Linked DNA regions of Mus musculus: all the other regions are linked to region 2. Evidence: chromatin contacts called from public HiCAR-type and HiChIP or PLAC-seq data. All regions are on one chromosome and are shown on one strand. The core of a region is the stretch at or near the end of the contact, and the rest is flanking DNA. Distances in the headings are between cores, read along the strand shown. Region 1 has its middle 20 kb from the start of Gm12159. Region 2 holds the start of Ebf1 (early B cell factor 1). Region 3 has its middle 38 kb from the start of Gm12159. Region 4 has its middle 59 kb from the start of Gm12159. Region 5 has its middle 75 kb from the start of Gm12159.

The links. HiCAR-type assays count read pairs that join an accessible place to other places. HiChIP or PLAC-seq counts read pairs in DNA pulled down with a chosen protein or histone mark.
Region 1: an H3K4me3 HiChIP or PLAC-seq map of embryonic limb bud shows a contact between it and region 2, with 7 times the contacts expected there. The contact joins the enhancer-like site here to the promoter of Ebf1 in region 2. A contact is called at or near these places in 10 of 39 promoter capture datasets (the 3T3-L1 cell line, 3T3-L1-derived adipocytes, the C10 cell line and 3 more), 2 of 15 datasets of contacts at CTCF or cohesin (large pre-B cells and pro-B cells), 12 of 484 Hi-C or Micro-C datasets (embryonic fibroblasts, embryonic stem cells, gonadal supporting cells and 4 more), 16 of 115 datasets of contacts at active chromatin or transcription factors (the 230-238 cell line, the NIH/3T3 cell line, cardiomyocytes and 10 more) and 5 of 9 other capture datasets (adipose tissue, embryonic stem cells, embryonic tail and 2 more).
Region 3: a contact with region 2 is called in an H3K4me3 HiChIP or PLAC-seq map of embryonic stem cells, with 7 times the contacts expected there. The contact joins the enhancer-like site here to the promoter of Ebf1 in region 2. A contact is called at or near these places in 13 of 39 promoter capture datasets (the 3T3-L1 cell line, 3T3-L1-derived adipocytes, the C10 cell line and 6 more), 2 of 15 datasets of contacts at CTCF or cohesin (large pre-B cells and pro-B cells), 11 of 484 Hi-C or Micro-C datasets (B cells, embryonic fibroblasts, embryonic stem cells and 1 more), 17 of 115 datasets of contacts at active chromatin or transcription factors (the 230-238 cell line, the NIH/3T3 cell line, cardiomyocytes and 11 more) and 3 of 9 other capture datasets (adipose tissue, embryonic stem cells and liver).
Region 4: a contact with region 2 is called in a HiCAR-type map of fibro-adipogenic progenitors, with 9 times the contacts expected there. The contact joins the enhancer-like site here to the promoter of Ebf1 in region 2. A contact is called at or near these places in 9 of 39 promoter capture datasets (the 3T3-L1 cell line, 3T3-L1-derived adipocytes, the C10 cell line and 4 more), 2 of 15 datasets of contacts at CTCF or cohesin (large pre-B cells and pro-B cells), 13 of 484 Hi-C or Micro-C datasets (B cells, CD4 T cells, adipose-derived mesenchymal stem cells and 5 more), 19 of 115 datasets of contacts at active chromatin or transcription factors (the 230-238 cell line, the NIH/3T3 cell line, craniofacial prominence and 13 more) and 3 of 9 other capture datasets (adipose tissue, embryonic stem cells and liver).
Region 5: a contact with region 2 is called in an H3K4me3 HiChIP or PLAC-seq map of embryonic basal ganglia, with 4 times the contacts expected there. The contact joins the enhancer-like site here to the promoter of Ebf1 in region 2. A contact is called at or near these places in 12 of 39 promoter capture datasets (the 3T3-L1 cell line, 3T3-L1-derived adipocytes, the C10 cell line and 6 more), 1 of 15 datasets of contacts at CTCF or cohesin (large pre-B cells), 8 of 484 Hi-C or Micro-C datasets (brown adipocytes, centroblasts, embryonic stem cells and 1 more), 17 of 115 datasets of contacts at active chromatin or transcription factors (the 230-238 cell line, craniofacial prominence, embryonic basal ganglia and 10 more) and 2 of 9 other capture datasets (adipose tissue and embryonic stem cells).

The regions. Positions count from the first base shown.
Region 1 is chr11:45,135,160-45,137,859 of GRCm38.p6, reverse strand. No RefSeq gene overlaps it. Among named protein-coding and RNA genes, the nearest start is that of Gm12159, 20 kb to the right of the region's middle. Within about 2 kb of position 1,304, at least 11 of the 459 cell types and tissues checked have an H3K27ac peak or open chromatin away from gene starts, as enhancers often do. A contact at or near this core is called in embryonic limb bud, where this site is marked.
Region 2 is chr11:44,616,784-44,619,483 of GRCm38.p6, reverse strand. It overlaps Ebf1 (early B cell factor 1), which reads right to left and starts at 1,384. Exons shown (of 16, transcript NM_007897.3): 1 at 1,172-1,384. The coding sequence starts at 1,305.
Region 3 is chr11:45,153,326-45,156,025 of GRCm38.p6, reverse strand. No RefSeq gene overlaps it. Among named protein-coding and RNA genes, the nearest start is that of Gm12159, 38 kb to the right of the region's middle. Within about 2 kb of position 1,300, at least 7 of the 459 cell types and tissues checked have an H3K27ac peak or open chromatin away from gene starts, as enhancers often do.
Region 4 is chr11:45,174,248-45,176,947 of GRCm38.p6, reverse strand. No RefSeq gene overlaps it. Among named protein-coding and RNA genes, the nearest start is that of Gm12159, 59 kb to the right of the region's middle. Within about 2 kb of position 1,362, at least 38 of the 459 cell types and tissues checked have an H3K27ac peak or open chromatin away from gene starts, as enhancers often do. A contact at or near this core is called in 3T3-L1-derived adipocytes, the NIH/3T3 cell line, adipose tissue and 3 more, where this site is marked.
Region 5 is chr11:45,190,735-45,193,434 of GRCm38.p6, reverse strand. No RefSeq gene overlaps it. Among named protein-coding and RNA genes, the nearest start is that of Gm12159, 75 kb to the right of the region's middle. Within about 2 kb of position 1,329, at least 9 of the 459 cell types and tissues checked have an H3K27ac peak or open chromatin away from gene starts, as enhancers often do. A contact at or near this core is called in embryonic basal ganglia, where this site is marked.

The sequences.
Region 1 (2,700 bases), core at 55-2,554, 520 kb before region 2:
GTCCTGGGACTGGAAGTCTTTTGTTTTATTAGAAGTCATTAGTAGCCCAGATCTCTTTCCAGATTTTGCTCTCAAAGGCCAATGAGAGACTGCCACAGGGCTAGCCTGAATGGGATGCGGTTTAGAAGAACTTCTGTAGCCACAAGCCACCCAAGATCTCTGAGATTCAATAAATAGATAACTCCTGAGCTAAGCCCTCTTGTGTGAAGACTGGATTGCACTCACTCCCGCAGCTTTGAACGTCCTTTACTGCCAAGTTTCCTGTCCTCTCTCCTAGCCCACCACACCTTCCTCCTGAAGGCCTACGAGGACTGTGTGCAATTTCCAGTTTGAAATTAAGCCAGGTGTGAAGTTGTCCACAATAACAATGGAGAGCTGGGCTCTCTGGGTAAAGTCAAGAAATTGGAGTTCTTCCTAGTTCATTGAAAACAGAGGTGACATTTCTTGTTTGTTGGCCAAAACGCTACATCTTTCCGTGGGCCCTCTTTGAATATATGTCCTTCTTTGCTGAGTTGGGAGGGAAACAAAGCATTCAGCAAATGGAGTATTAGAACAAGCACCTTGTCGTAAATGATGGGGCGATGTGTTCAAGTGGGTACCAGCCTCTGCAGTGGGGAGAATCAGCTTTAACACAACTGTTATTTTAACAATAGGTTACCAGATCCATTGGGCAATCTGACTAAGAGGCCGTATTTATTTCCCTAATTTTATAAACATTTAATAGGTCCTTATTAAACACATCAGCCAGCATGATTTAATAACACAATCAGTCCTAGAAGTTTAAGAAAATTGAAAACAGGGTTTGAATGTAATGCAGCCACAATTACTGGAGATTATAGGGAATCACTCCCAGATGTCTACAGGGGAGAACTGCTAATCTCTGTTTGCGTGGAGGTGATTTCCTTTGGAACCCTGCCCAGCCTTCAACAGCACTAGGGCTGAACAAATTAGATTTGAAAGTCCCCAATTTTATGACTAAGGTAATATACTCTGTGTATTTAGAGAAACACTAAGTTCCTATTTGCCCTGGCTCTAGGATGTTGGGTAGAGATGTTGATTTCATTTAGTTTTGCTCCAATGTGGAATATGGCCATAGGTTTGAGAAGGGTCAGCATATGTTTTTGTGCCTCTTTCAGAGGTATTCTGACTCCTCTTTCTCCACCATGCTGCGGCGTTTGCATCATGATGGTGTGGTGATGGCAGATCCCAGGAATGTGCTGCAATTAGACTTGGAAGACAGTGTGCCGGGGAGTCTGGGGACCCCCACCTCCTCCACTAAACTTTTGAGCCTTTAACTTATTTCTGCCCCTGTTTATGGAGCCATCTCCATGTGGCTATTCTTACGCTCAGAGGGTGACAACCTAGTAGGTTTCACTTTTCTCTCTTTGGCAACATCTGGAAAGAGTGAACTCATTGCAAGAAGACAGTTTCTTGACTCTGGATGATGAAGCAAGATCCAGAGGCTTAAGGATGAAGTCTTGGGGGCTAAAAGAGGCGCCTTGTAGTTTGGGTGTCCTCCCTTCTTGTTTGCTAATTTTTAAGAATGGCATAGACATGTTAGATAGTTCACAGTTGCTGAGCATTTACTGTCGGCCAGCATGGTATAGGGCACAAGTGATGTTTTTGAAGATTTCACAAGGACCCGGTGATGTCACTGCCATTTCCCAAATTTACAGAGGTAGCTGAGACGCTCTTAACATTTTAACTTGCTGTGTTTCCTAAGAGAGTAAGGATATAACCATGGGGCTTTGGTTATAAAGCTCTCATTCCATGCTTATTTGTGCCTGTGTGCATGTCTGTCTGTGCATGTGTAAGTGTGTGAGTGTGTATCGTGTAGGTACATGTGCACACATTCATGTGCCTGAGTCCAGATGAGCAGTTGTCAATGTACACCTGTGGAGGTCAGAGGGCACCATTAGGGATTTATGCTTCCTTTCTATCGTGTTTGAGACAAAGTCTCTCTTTTGTCACTGGTTTCTACTTAAGCCAGGCTAGCTGGTCCATGCGCTTCTGGGACTTTTGTCTTCAATTTCTGTCTTGTAGGCGACACCACCCAAACCTGGTTCTACATAAGTTCTGAGGTTTCCAACTCCCATCCTGACACATGCATGGCAAGTGCTTTAGTCACCAAATCAACTCCCCAGCCCTGAGGCTCTTGCCCTCAATGTCTTTGAAAGGTTTGGTTCCCAAGAATGATGAAAATAATGAAGCGGTAGCGAACCTTAACTGTCTGAAAAGAATGTAAGCTTCGCTATGAGTCTTCCTGCTCACCTTCACAGTTCTGGTCTTATCTGCTCATTTCATCCTGACACTGAGTCTTCCCAGTGGTTATTTCGTGTTTTGATACACTGAATCAGCAAGAAGGGAGGACTCAAAAGAGGAAGAACTTTAGGTAAGATTTTTAAGAAATGTTGGTCCACTTGGCAGAGGATGAGACGTTGAGTGGAAGTTCATTTATCTCCTCCCACGGCCCAGGTATTATCCAAAGCCTCTCTTGTAGTTCCCTTTATTTCAGTTGCCCCCATAATCCTCTGAAGTAGTTATATTATAAAATAATCCATATATACCCCATTATATAACAAATTCAATTTTACCCAGCTGGCTAATGGCACAATAGAGACATGTACCAGTGTTTGTGGCTGGTGCCAACTCTTGTCATCAGGCTGGAGCACTATGCATTGAGTCGTCCTTCTTTCTGAG
Region 2 (2,700 bases), core at 135-2,634:
CAATTCACTCTCACTACCAACCACTCCCAACCCTGTGCTCATGGGGATGGAAACAGTATAGGACAGTTGTCCCTAGCCCTTCCCCCCAAAAATGGAAAGATGGAACTACTCCCCATTCCCCTTCTGCACCCTTTATGTCTAATGGAGCCTGGGCCCACAAAGTTTTCCCCGAAGCCCAGGTGGTGGCCAGCAATGAAAAGGGCAAGGTACCATTTCTCACTTGGGACTAGGAGCCCCTGGACAGGGCACTGGGTGTGTCCAGGGAAGTTCCTCAAGTTGGTCTCCAAGAGCATGGCCTCCAAATCACTCAGTGTAGGATCTGGAGAGTGGGAGAGGGACTGGGGAAGGCCAAGGTGACAGTGGATGAGGGTGGCTTTTAGGAGATGTGAAAATTAAAGTTGGAAATCACTATTCTACAGGCAGACTGAGAAAAACTGAAGGCTAAGAAGTGGAGAGAGGAGAGAGTAAAGAACCAGATAGGAGAAATAAGAGGAGACTCCAAGAAGAAAAATGGAGAGAGAGAGAGAGAGAGAGAGAGAGAAACGGGGGAGAGAGCCAGGTGAGGAAAGAGAAGAGAAAAACGAAGAGTGAAACTGAGAAAGAAGGGGGGAAAAGAGTGGAGAAGGACAAGAAAAAATTAAAGAAGGTAGAAAAGGGAAAGGAAAGATAGGGGGAAAGGAAAGAATTAAAGAAGGTAGAAAATAGAAAGGAAGAAAGGGGGAGAGAAGAAAATTAAGTAGGAAAAAAGAAAAGAGGGAAGAAGAAAAAGGAAAGAACTGAAGCGAAATAAAGGGGAAAGGAAGCGAAGAGAAGGAGAGGAAAAGGGAAAAATATAACCACACAGAAAAGAAAACAAGCGGTCAGAAAAGCGCAGCTATCCAACACCGAGCTGCAGAGACGCCTCTTCTGGGTTAAAACAAAACGAAAACACTCGCAGATGGGGCTGCGGAAAGTGCCGGCAAAGCTTGGGCTCGGCTCCCTCCAGCAGCTCGCTGATCTCTGGCCACCCGGCGACGAGTGCTGCGCAGCCGAGGAGCGCGGAGCTCGGGCGGCGAGCGCAGCGCAGCGGCAGACGCACTCGCGTGGCCAGGCCCCGGGTAGCCGCGCCGCCGTCTCCGGGCTCTCCCGCTAGCCGGTGGCCTCTCCTCCACGGTCCCCCAGCGGTACCCACCTCTGCGCCGCTGTGTTGGCGTCCAGCACCCCGGCGCCCTGCATCCACGTCCGCACCGCGTTCATGCCGCTGCCCAGCGGCTCTTCCTTCATACTGCTTCCACTCCGTTGGATGCTTTCCTGGATCCCAAACATGAAAACAACCTTTTCTTGTGGAAAAATCTCCTCCCCTTTGAAAATATTTGAAAAAAAAAAAAAGGAAAAAAAAAAAAAAACGCCAACCACAGATTTTTTTTTTTTTTTTTGAGTCGATGAGACTCGCGCTACATCAAGGCGGGCTGAAAAGCAAAATTTTTAAAAATGTAAACCTTCGCTCAAAACTGAGCGATAACAAGGAGGGGGGCGAGGGGAAAAAAAAAGAAAGGGAAAATCCAACGAAAAGACCAAAATTAAGAAAAAACAGAGATATATGCCTGGCTGTTGGGGGTTGTTTGGTTGGTTGGTTTTGAGTTTGGGTGCTTTTTTTTTCCTTTTTTTTTTTTTTTTTTTTTTTTTTTTTTGCTTTTTTTTTTTTTTTTGCCTTTTTTTTTTTCTTTTTGTAGTAATCACAGGCCGTTGGAGAACAGGAGGGGCTGGAGTTTCCTTTTGTAGCGGTACCTTCACTTGAAGAAGCAGGAAGAAAAAAAACCACCCTGATGACAATTTAAGAAACAATAGATACGACTCTCGAAGCCGGCTTGGCTACTTGAAGTGTCATTTTCCACAACCAGGCAAGTTTTTTTCTCTCTCTTTTTTCCTCCTCCTCTCTCAACCAAAGATGTTTCTTTCCTTTCCGTGCGTGTAGATGAGGACGCTGGTTGCTGTAGACAGATACACCGGAGGGGGGGGGGGGAAGGGGAGAGAGAGGGAAAGAGGAAGGGGGGAGGGAAAGAGATAGAAAAAGAGAGGAGAGGGAGAAAGAGAGGGGTGGACCCTGCTGGATGGAGATTCTGTTTTCTCCTTGCTAAAATAGAAGTGATTTGCAGGCTCTCCCTGTGGAATCCAGTTTGACTCTCCCCAGAGCTAAACACAGGCACACTAACCCCAAAGGGAAGGAGGCGGGGCCCTCGCAGCCTAGACACGCCCCTTCTTTGCATAACGTCATCCTTCCGCCTTATCACAGCCAATCGCAGCTCCCGAGCTGGCTTGTTCACAGAGCCTGGCCACACTCCCTCATTAACATCCTTCTCCTTGTGGCGCAGGGGAGCCGCCAAAGTTCCCGGCAAAGTGGCGAGCAAGGGATCTCTGAGCTCTAGCGTCTAAACTGGAAGGAGCGTGGCCTTAGAGAGCGAGAGAGGGGGCAGAGGGAAGGAGATGGAGGTATCCTGAGTCGAAGGGGTATGCACCATGGCAGTTCTTAAGCATCCCTTCCGAGCCCTGAGCGCGACGGAGGCGTACTGACTGCGTTCTCTTTGGGCAGACGCCTAGTCCCTTGCTTGCCTGTCCTGGGACTTCGGGGGCAAACGTGGAGGAAAAAAGGACTGACCAGGCAGAAAAGGCAGGATGCCCATCCCAGGTGTCCAGCTCTTCACTCTGAAACAAGGGTGGCGG
Region 3 (2,700 bases), core at 51-2,550, 540 kb before region 2:
AGTGCCACTGTGGACAGGTATACTGACTGAAAACCACAGCTCCGAAGCCACAGGGCTCTCTTTGACTCCTAGTTCCCTTTTCAGTTTATAATGCTCAAAAGGTCAGAGAGGCAACTGGAAGGGCAGACAGAGATCCCTCTGAGAGGATAATGAGGAGGAGACCATGGCTCAGAGGGAAAGACATAAAAGAAATGATGATGTGAGCTATCATTGAGGAGCTCAGGTGCCAGGCAGTATGTAAGCTGCTCTGTGGGCACACTATTATGGGATGCTCCTGGCGATGCCAAGAGGTAAGTGCTGAACTGGTTTGGCAGGGCAGAAGGCTAAGATTCAGAGGGATTCCATACCTCATCAAAGTCACGCATCTTGGATTCAGAAATGATATCAAGTTGTTCAGAAACCAAGAATCTTAATTTGCAAGGCTTTGCTTCATGCATGCCTTTCGGTATGGAGTACAAAGAGTTCGCCGGGGTTCTTCCTTTGCCAAGAACATTTATGAGTGTGAATATATCTGATTCTTAGAAAAAGCTTTGTGAGGTGGCCAGGGTGTGTCTAAATTCATAGCGAAGAACTCGGAGACCCAGGAAAGTAAGCATCTCTTCTAAGCTTGTTAAGGACTAAATCCGAGGAAGCCTAGCTGGTAAGACGTCTTCCTGTGAGTCCTGGGACTGTCTTCATGGAAGTAATGGTTGCCTACTCACCAAAAGCACAGGCGTGGGCATTGGTCCTACTGAAGCCTGGAGTTCATGTTCTCTAGCTCAAGATGACTCTGGGCTGTACCACAGGTTTCTTTGCCTAGGTTTCCTTAGGCACAAAGCAAGAAGACTGTTCATACCTACCTAATAGCTATGAGGAGCATCTAGCACCAGATGAATGGGGCCAGAGCTCCATGAGTAGAAGCAGTGAAGGGTCTTAACCTATAAAATCTTTTTACCTGACTTTTTCTGGCTAAGAAAAATCACAGTGAAGAAAACCTGTCATGGCTAAGACAGTGCCAGAGACTGCTGGCAGGTCTTGTGTGTTAGCGATTTCTAGGGAACGTTGGCCAGTGCTGGATTTGTGAAATAGTGGGACATAATAACCGTTAGTGCCTCTCCCTGGCCTTTAAGGAGGTGAGGTTGGAGTATGGCAGCGTTAAAGACCCTCAAGGCACACCATTCCCCAGTCTCACAACCAGCAGGTCCCTAGGAGCTGCGGTCCCTCTCAGTGGCATCAGCTGCCTTTCTGATAAGTGTTATTCTCTTTGGTCTTCTGGGAGCCCCACCAGCATCATTAATCAAAGCACTGCGTTGCTGCCTCGTACTGAAGCATCCTCCCCGCCTCATCAATCATAAAAGCAGTAAAGAGTGTGCTTTGGATTGCTAAGGAAAGCTCCAGACAGCACCAAAGAAAGGGGAAAAAACCTGGTGCGGGGGCTGGGGGAGAGCTTAATTATCAGCTGGTCCTTGGCCCATCACTCATGCTGGAAATGTCTTTACAGCTTTATTTGGGTTGTGTCTCTTTTTAAATCCTAGTAAACAGCCGTTACGCTAAAAACCCTCATTGCTTGGCACAGGGAGCCCCACTGGTTTTCAAGCTATTATTTTAATAAGGCCTATTTTACAATTAAGGCACCATGGGCTTTAAATTACATATAAAATAAAATGTGGAAATTGAAGCATTAAGTGTGTGACTGCTGTTAGAGAAACAGCAGCCGCTCTTTGTAGTAAAATGCTGTCTGGTATAAAAAGGAACAGAACAGAAGGCTGGATTATGCATTACCATGATGAAAATAAGAGAACAGTGTGTGCCTGCGTGTGCGTGCACACACGTGCGCACACACACACACACACACACACACACACACACACACACACACACGACCATCTGAATAGCATAGGAGACCTATGCACCACTCAATTAAGATTTATGGTCCTGTGTAGGTAGATAAAAATATAAGTATAATATTAAATAATACAGGAACAGCAACCAAAAATCATACCTAAAAAAATTAAAGATTGTCTCATGTAGCAGAAGCTGCCCTCATATTCATTATGCAACAGCCAAGGATGGCCTTAAACTTTTGATATATTTGCTTCAACTCCCCAGGTCCTGTGATCATGGTCATTCACCACCATATCTGATTTTCTGCAGTGTTTGAGGTTGGAACCCAAGGCCTTGTGAATGGCAGGCAAGCACTAACAAGTTGCACATCTCCAACCCTGACACCTAACATCTTTCAACACTTGTTAGCAGCTAGTCAAGAGCTGAGACCTATTTCCTTCACAGTGCCATCTTCTCATCAAGTCTAAGAAGAATGTGCCATCTTTGTCCCCATGGGAAAAGGGAACTGAGGACTTGGCAAGGAGATCATTTGCCAGTCTTATGTAAGCACTGAGAACTGGGTTGGGTAGAGGGGAGTCCATGAGCAAAGTGAACGACCATGATCTTCGCTTGGTGGCAGCTATAAAGTATCAGGAGGTTGATATGCTAGATGAAAACTCTTTCACCAAGCCAAGTTTATCCAGGGTGCAGGGGTGATGAAGAGTTTTACTGGTTGATATTGAATATTGACTTGACCTGGTCTTGAATCACTGATGATGCAAGTCTCTGTGCATGCTTCTGAGAGCGTTTCTAGATTGTGTTAATTGATGCGGGAAGACATGCCTTAGGTGTAGATCACCCTCTGACTTTATGCCAGACTGCATTACAAAGGCGAGA
Region 4 (2,700 bases), core at 113-2,612, 560 kb before region 2:
GAGCAAAGGCACAGAGTAGCACCCGGAGATCCCATTCAAAGTGGACACTAAGCAGTGTTGACTCCACTGTGAGGCTGGTTCTCCTCAGTTCTCTCTCCGCCTCCCTGATTTCTCCAAGAAGAGCCTGTTTAAGATGCAGTTTGCACCTCCCCCCCCCCCAGCAACCTCATAATGCTTTCTCAGCTTCCTTGTCTGAGAGAGAACTGGCTGTCCATGGAACCTTGGCCAAAGTGTATGTAATTAGATTGTTATAAGGGTGTGTTTTAGTTTTCTCCGTTCATGTTTTTGTAGCAAATATCTTCCTGACAAGTAGAAATGTTTTCCTCTTAATAGCAGCAATACAGAATTTCACTTTTATGCAAATTGATGTGGAGGAAAGGATACTTTAAAGAAAAATAAGCAGAATATGAATGATATTTAATTTGACAAAATGTGGGCATGATATGAATGTGATTGAAGTAAGAAATCATATGTCCTAAGTGGTCTGATGCAGATTAAGCCCTGGGAGTGCTTGTTTTGGAAGTAGTTGAGATTTTCTTTTTATATGTAGTGTTTTATTACTCACAAAACTCTAAACCCCTACAAGGAAACAGCAGAAATGAACAAAGAAATTTGGAATTTTCACCATTCTGACAAATCCATTTATTGAGGGAATCTAGTCACTGGAGTCTCACTTCAACCTTTTGAACATGAAAGACACACATACACACACACACACACACACACACACACACACACACACACACACACTGAGCAGGGGGAAGGAGGGAGGGAGGGAAGAAAAAAAGAGGTGGTGTCTATTGGTCGGGGGGAGAGAGAGAGAGAGAGAGAGAGAGAGAGAGAGAGAGAGAGAGAGAGAGATATCCTGCCCAAAAGTCTAGTTTGTCTCATTACCTTTAGAGTGGAACACACAAGCAGTCTACCAACTGCTTCCAGAACAGACTTAAATTTGTGCCGAAAGACATTTTGCTTTGGCCTTGGGAGACCACATGAACCCACAAATAGTTACAATTTGGAAGAAGTTGTAGATAAGCTAATCCCTTATGATCCAAGTCCTCTCCTCCATACCCCCTCTCTCTTGTGCACGCACACACACACACACACACACACACACACACACACATACACAAACACACACAGAATTTCCAACTCATGTTAGAGTAAGCACCATGGAATATTTTGGGGTGGGTTTTAAAGATGCTGTTTCTGGAAGAATCTGTGTGAGTTCAGTTTAGGAAAAGTGTGGAAAGCAAGATGACATTCAAGCAGCTTGGAAGCCTATTTTGTTGCATATAGTGCTTGGCTAAATGAAATACCCAAGTTAATGATTTCTGCTTGTTAATACATAACTCTGGCTTCAAGTGAGTAAGGGCTTGGAAGAGAAACAGCAGTAAAAACATGACTAGCTTCGTCTTCATTCCTCCCTAATATATTCAATTCCAACCCCTGGAAAACTTAACCAACTTCACTGTAGTCTCTCAAGCTGCCTCTCCTGAGAGTTACCGTCTTTAAGACTGATGTAGCTTCCCGCCCCCTTATAGTCTCCTAGTCTGTGTTTATATAATTATTGTCGCAAATTTAGATATGTGACACTTTAACACCATATTATTGCACTTTAAGGGAAGCCACGCCCTCCGTACGGTTCTCCTTCCCTGGGTGTAGAACTCTGATTCCCAGCAGATGTTCAGTGGTGTTACGAAATGGCTTCAGAATGCTGGAGTCAGATGGAGCACAGAGGCGAGAGCCAATTATGTCATATGGTGTCAATGCCCAGTTACAACACTAATATAACCAGTTTTTTATTATTTTTTAATTTTTTGCTTCTAATGACTTCCATGGATCCTTCAGAGCTCCTTACAAAAAGCCAGATTGGACCTGTCCTTATACTTTTTAAACTAAGGAGGACAAGACATTGCTCATGGTCCGTTTTGTGGGTGCATCAGACATGTCTGCAAAAGGTGAAGCAAAAGTAAAAACAAAATCCTCTACAATAGCTGAGTCACTACTGACTCAATCTGTGTCTAGAATGTGGGTTTCTAGTGAGTGTGTAAGGCATGTGTTAATCCTGCCTTCTATCCAGTTTAATTATCTTCATTTTTCTCTCATTCTCAGAGATTGGAACTATGCATATCTGTGACCCCTTTCCAAACATAAAATAGTACCTTTTTTACTCTTTTAATTCCTACCCCAATCTGAAAATGTAATTGTTTTGAATCTACCTTAGGCTGAGATAACAAAGACACATTTGTATAGGTTTCATATATTTTCTTGGCTATTGTTTATTAGATGAGAGCAAGGGTTAGTTGAAAGTGGGCCCCACAAATCAAAGCTGGTTGTATGGTTTTGTTTCTTTGTTTTGGAGACACAGTCTCATGTAACCTAGGCTGGTCTGGAGCTCACACAGAGCTGAGAATGGTTTTAAATATCTGATCTTCCTGACTCTACTTCCTGAATGTTGGGATTATAGGTGTATAAGGTCATACCTGTTTTTCTGTGGTGTTAAAGATCAAAGTCGGGACATTCTAAGCAAGCATTCTATCCACTGAACTCCATCTCCATCTCAGTGTGTGGCTTTTGTAAATAATGTTTCATTGGGACATAGCCAAACCTATTAGTTTCTAAATCACTGCTTTAACAGAACAGGGACAAAGTTGAATGGTCACTCCAGTAGTCCATAAATATAAAGTCATTACTCTATGG
Region 5 (2,700 bases), core at 80-2,579, 570 kb before region 2:
CTTCCAAGGCTCAGGCTCCAGTTTTATCTCCAATAATGGAATGGTTATTGGTCATTGGGGGAAAATCATTGTTAAAGATCATTATCTCTCTTTGCAATTCATCTGGAGGCAGCAGGCTTCCACCCAAGACCCATAAACATATGAAAGGGATAGGAGTGTATCTTGGTGAGCATGAAGCCGGGGAGTTCTAAACTGCATTGTGGACTTATAAAGCTTAGAATCTTAAGATTTTTCTACACATACAATGTGAATGGAAGTTAATGTTTTGGTCCAAATCCCAGTTATTCAGAAATAATGTAGTTAAATTAAGCTGTATTGGAGACAGTGTAGATAGATAGGTAGATAAATAGAATGATAGCAGGTAGGTATGCAGATTATGCAGATTAGATAGATAGATGATAGATAGATAGATAGATAGATAGATAGATAGATAGATAGATAGATGATAGATAGATAGATAGATAGATAACTAAATAGAGACAATAATGCATTTTAGGTGATGGAGGGAGGAGATTGTATTTCACATTAATTTCTGGCTGTATTCAATTAGGTGCAGAATACAAGTGAATTTTGGAGTTGCTATCTTACTTATGGGTTTGAACCCTCTGTGTAATTGAGAGCAAGTCTCTGCTTTCTCTAAGTATTACTCCTCTCATCTGGAAGTTTATGATGATAGTTTCAATTCCACCTAAAGATTCAGGAAGCTTAGCAGCTACTTCATTATCACCCAGGTGTCAGAGGAAAGCCAGGAAAGCCGAGAGTGAAGGCGTTCCTGATGACCTCTCAGAAACTGTCCACTCTGGGTACTGCTGTTCTCTGCTTCATTACCCCATTGAGGTTTTCTTTCCCCCAGACACTTGTCTCTGTCTGTAACAATCAGTCATGCATTTGTTTAGATGCTTATTGGCTTGCCTCATTCAATAGAATGTGACCTGTTTTAAGTAGGGGGTTTGTCTTGTTTCTTCACGTCTATACCTTCAGTCTTTAGGAGATTGACTGCTATGGGGTAGAGGTCCCACCAGGGTTCTCTCTGCTACTTCAGGGAGTGTAAACATGGGAACAGCTGACGTGTTTGTTAAAAAAGACCAATGTCATGAGGCCCAATCCAAAGGTCACTTTCAAAGATTCCCTTGAAGGAGAATCTTCCATCCTTCATGTGATTCCAATGTGCATCCCAGCTTCAGAAATATTTCATTAGCAAAATCGCCCATGTTCTCAAGGATCTTTCCATCTTAGTTGGCAGTCAGTCTCTTTCCTCGGTGAGGAAAGACAAATGTCTCTACAGTTTCATGGCTCTACCTCCAAATGTAGGCTCCTTTGGCCTTTTCGAGTTACAAAGAGGAAAAAGAAAGGAAGAAAAATTCCCCGAGGGGGAAGTATCTGCGGATAGAGCAGGGAGGGGCACAGTAAGGAGAGGGTGAAATGAATCAGCACACAATGAAACACCCCTCTGTAGGGGTCTGTGAGAGCCGTGATAAAGAAATAAGAAGGGAAAAGCAGAGGAAACAGATGTAGCTGCCAGAAGTTAAATACACATCTGTTAAGAATGCTCTTCTCATATGCAGGGTCAGAAAAATATGTACAGATGTAGCACCCCACTGATTGACAGCGAGACCTCAGTTCTGGCTCGGGGAATCTTGTTTACTTGACAGCACTTTGTTTTAAAGCTGGAGGCAGAGAAATGTCTTATGCATGTCCTTAAACTGGAAGGCCTTTTGTTCAGGATACTTATACCATTTGCAGATAATGATGTGCATAGCAGTTTCAGCTGTCTGCATATGCATTTTTATGTTTTTTTATGACAGTTCTGCGTACTGAACTAAAAGGCCATTTAGAACTGTCAGTGCTGACAGGCATCACCCTTTACATTTACAATTCTGTTAGCGTGCATTGTCAGGTAGGCTCGCCAGACTGCCGAAATGTGATTTCCTTTGAAACCTATGTATGACTTTAATTTAATACAGCAGCCTCAAAAGAGAGAGAGGGAATAAGAGAGAGACAGAGAGAGCGCCCAAGAGAGCTTTATTAAGTATTCTTTTTCCATTAATCTCCTACTTTTTTGTTTTGTAAGACCCTTCCTTTATTCCTCGGCTCCTTTCTTTTCTCTTCCCCCTCTCTCTCGGCATTATTTCCTCTTTCGTCTTTCTTCTCCATGGGATTCTTCGTGTCAAGCAGAAGGGATGTCAGACAACTGAACGACTTTACCTAGCTGAGCCAAGCCAGACTACCTCTCACTTTCCATATGGCCCAGGGTTAATTTTCAGTCAAACCAATTTTTAAAAGACGTTTGGCAGAGTGTGGTGCCGAGTGAATATTCACAATCTGGATGGTGGGGACGTGGGAGGAATCCGTGTAATCCAGCTAATGACTTATCATCGTGTAGTATCAGAGCCACCTGTCTTTGAGAGAGCCCCTTTATTCTGCCCCCTAGACATTTATTTCAGCAGTATGGGAGTCTGACTTATAAAAAAGAAACGATAACCTATGTACCTTGAGAGGAATGGAAGCCTGGCTAAGCCATGGTAGGAGCTGCAAGCTTTGATGGCTCACCTGGGATAGCCAGCCAGTGTACAGGAGGCGGACATACTTTAACTCCAACTGGGCTGAAATGAGATGCTAACATGTCCATCCTGACCTGAAACAAATGTGCTAAATAGCAATGCAGATTCAGCCTTTGAAAAGCCCCCTGGAACTTTCCGG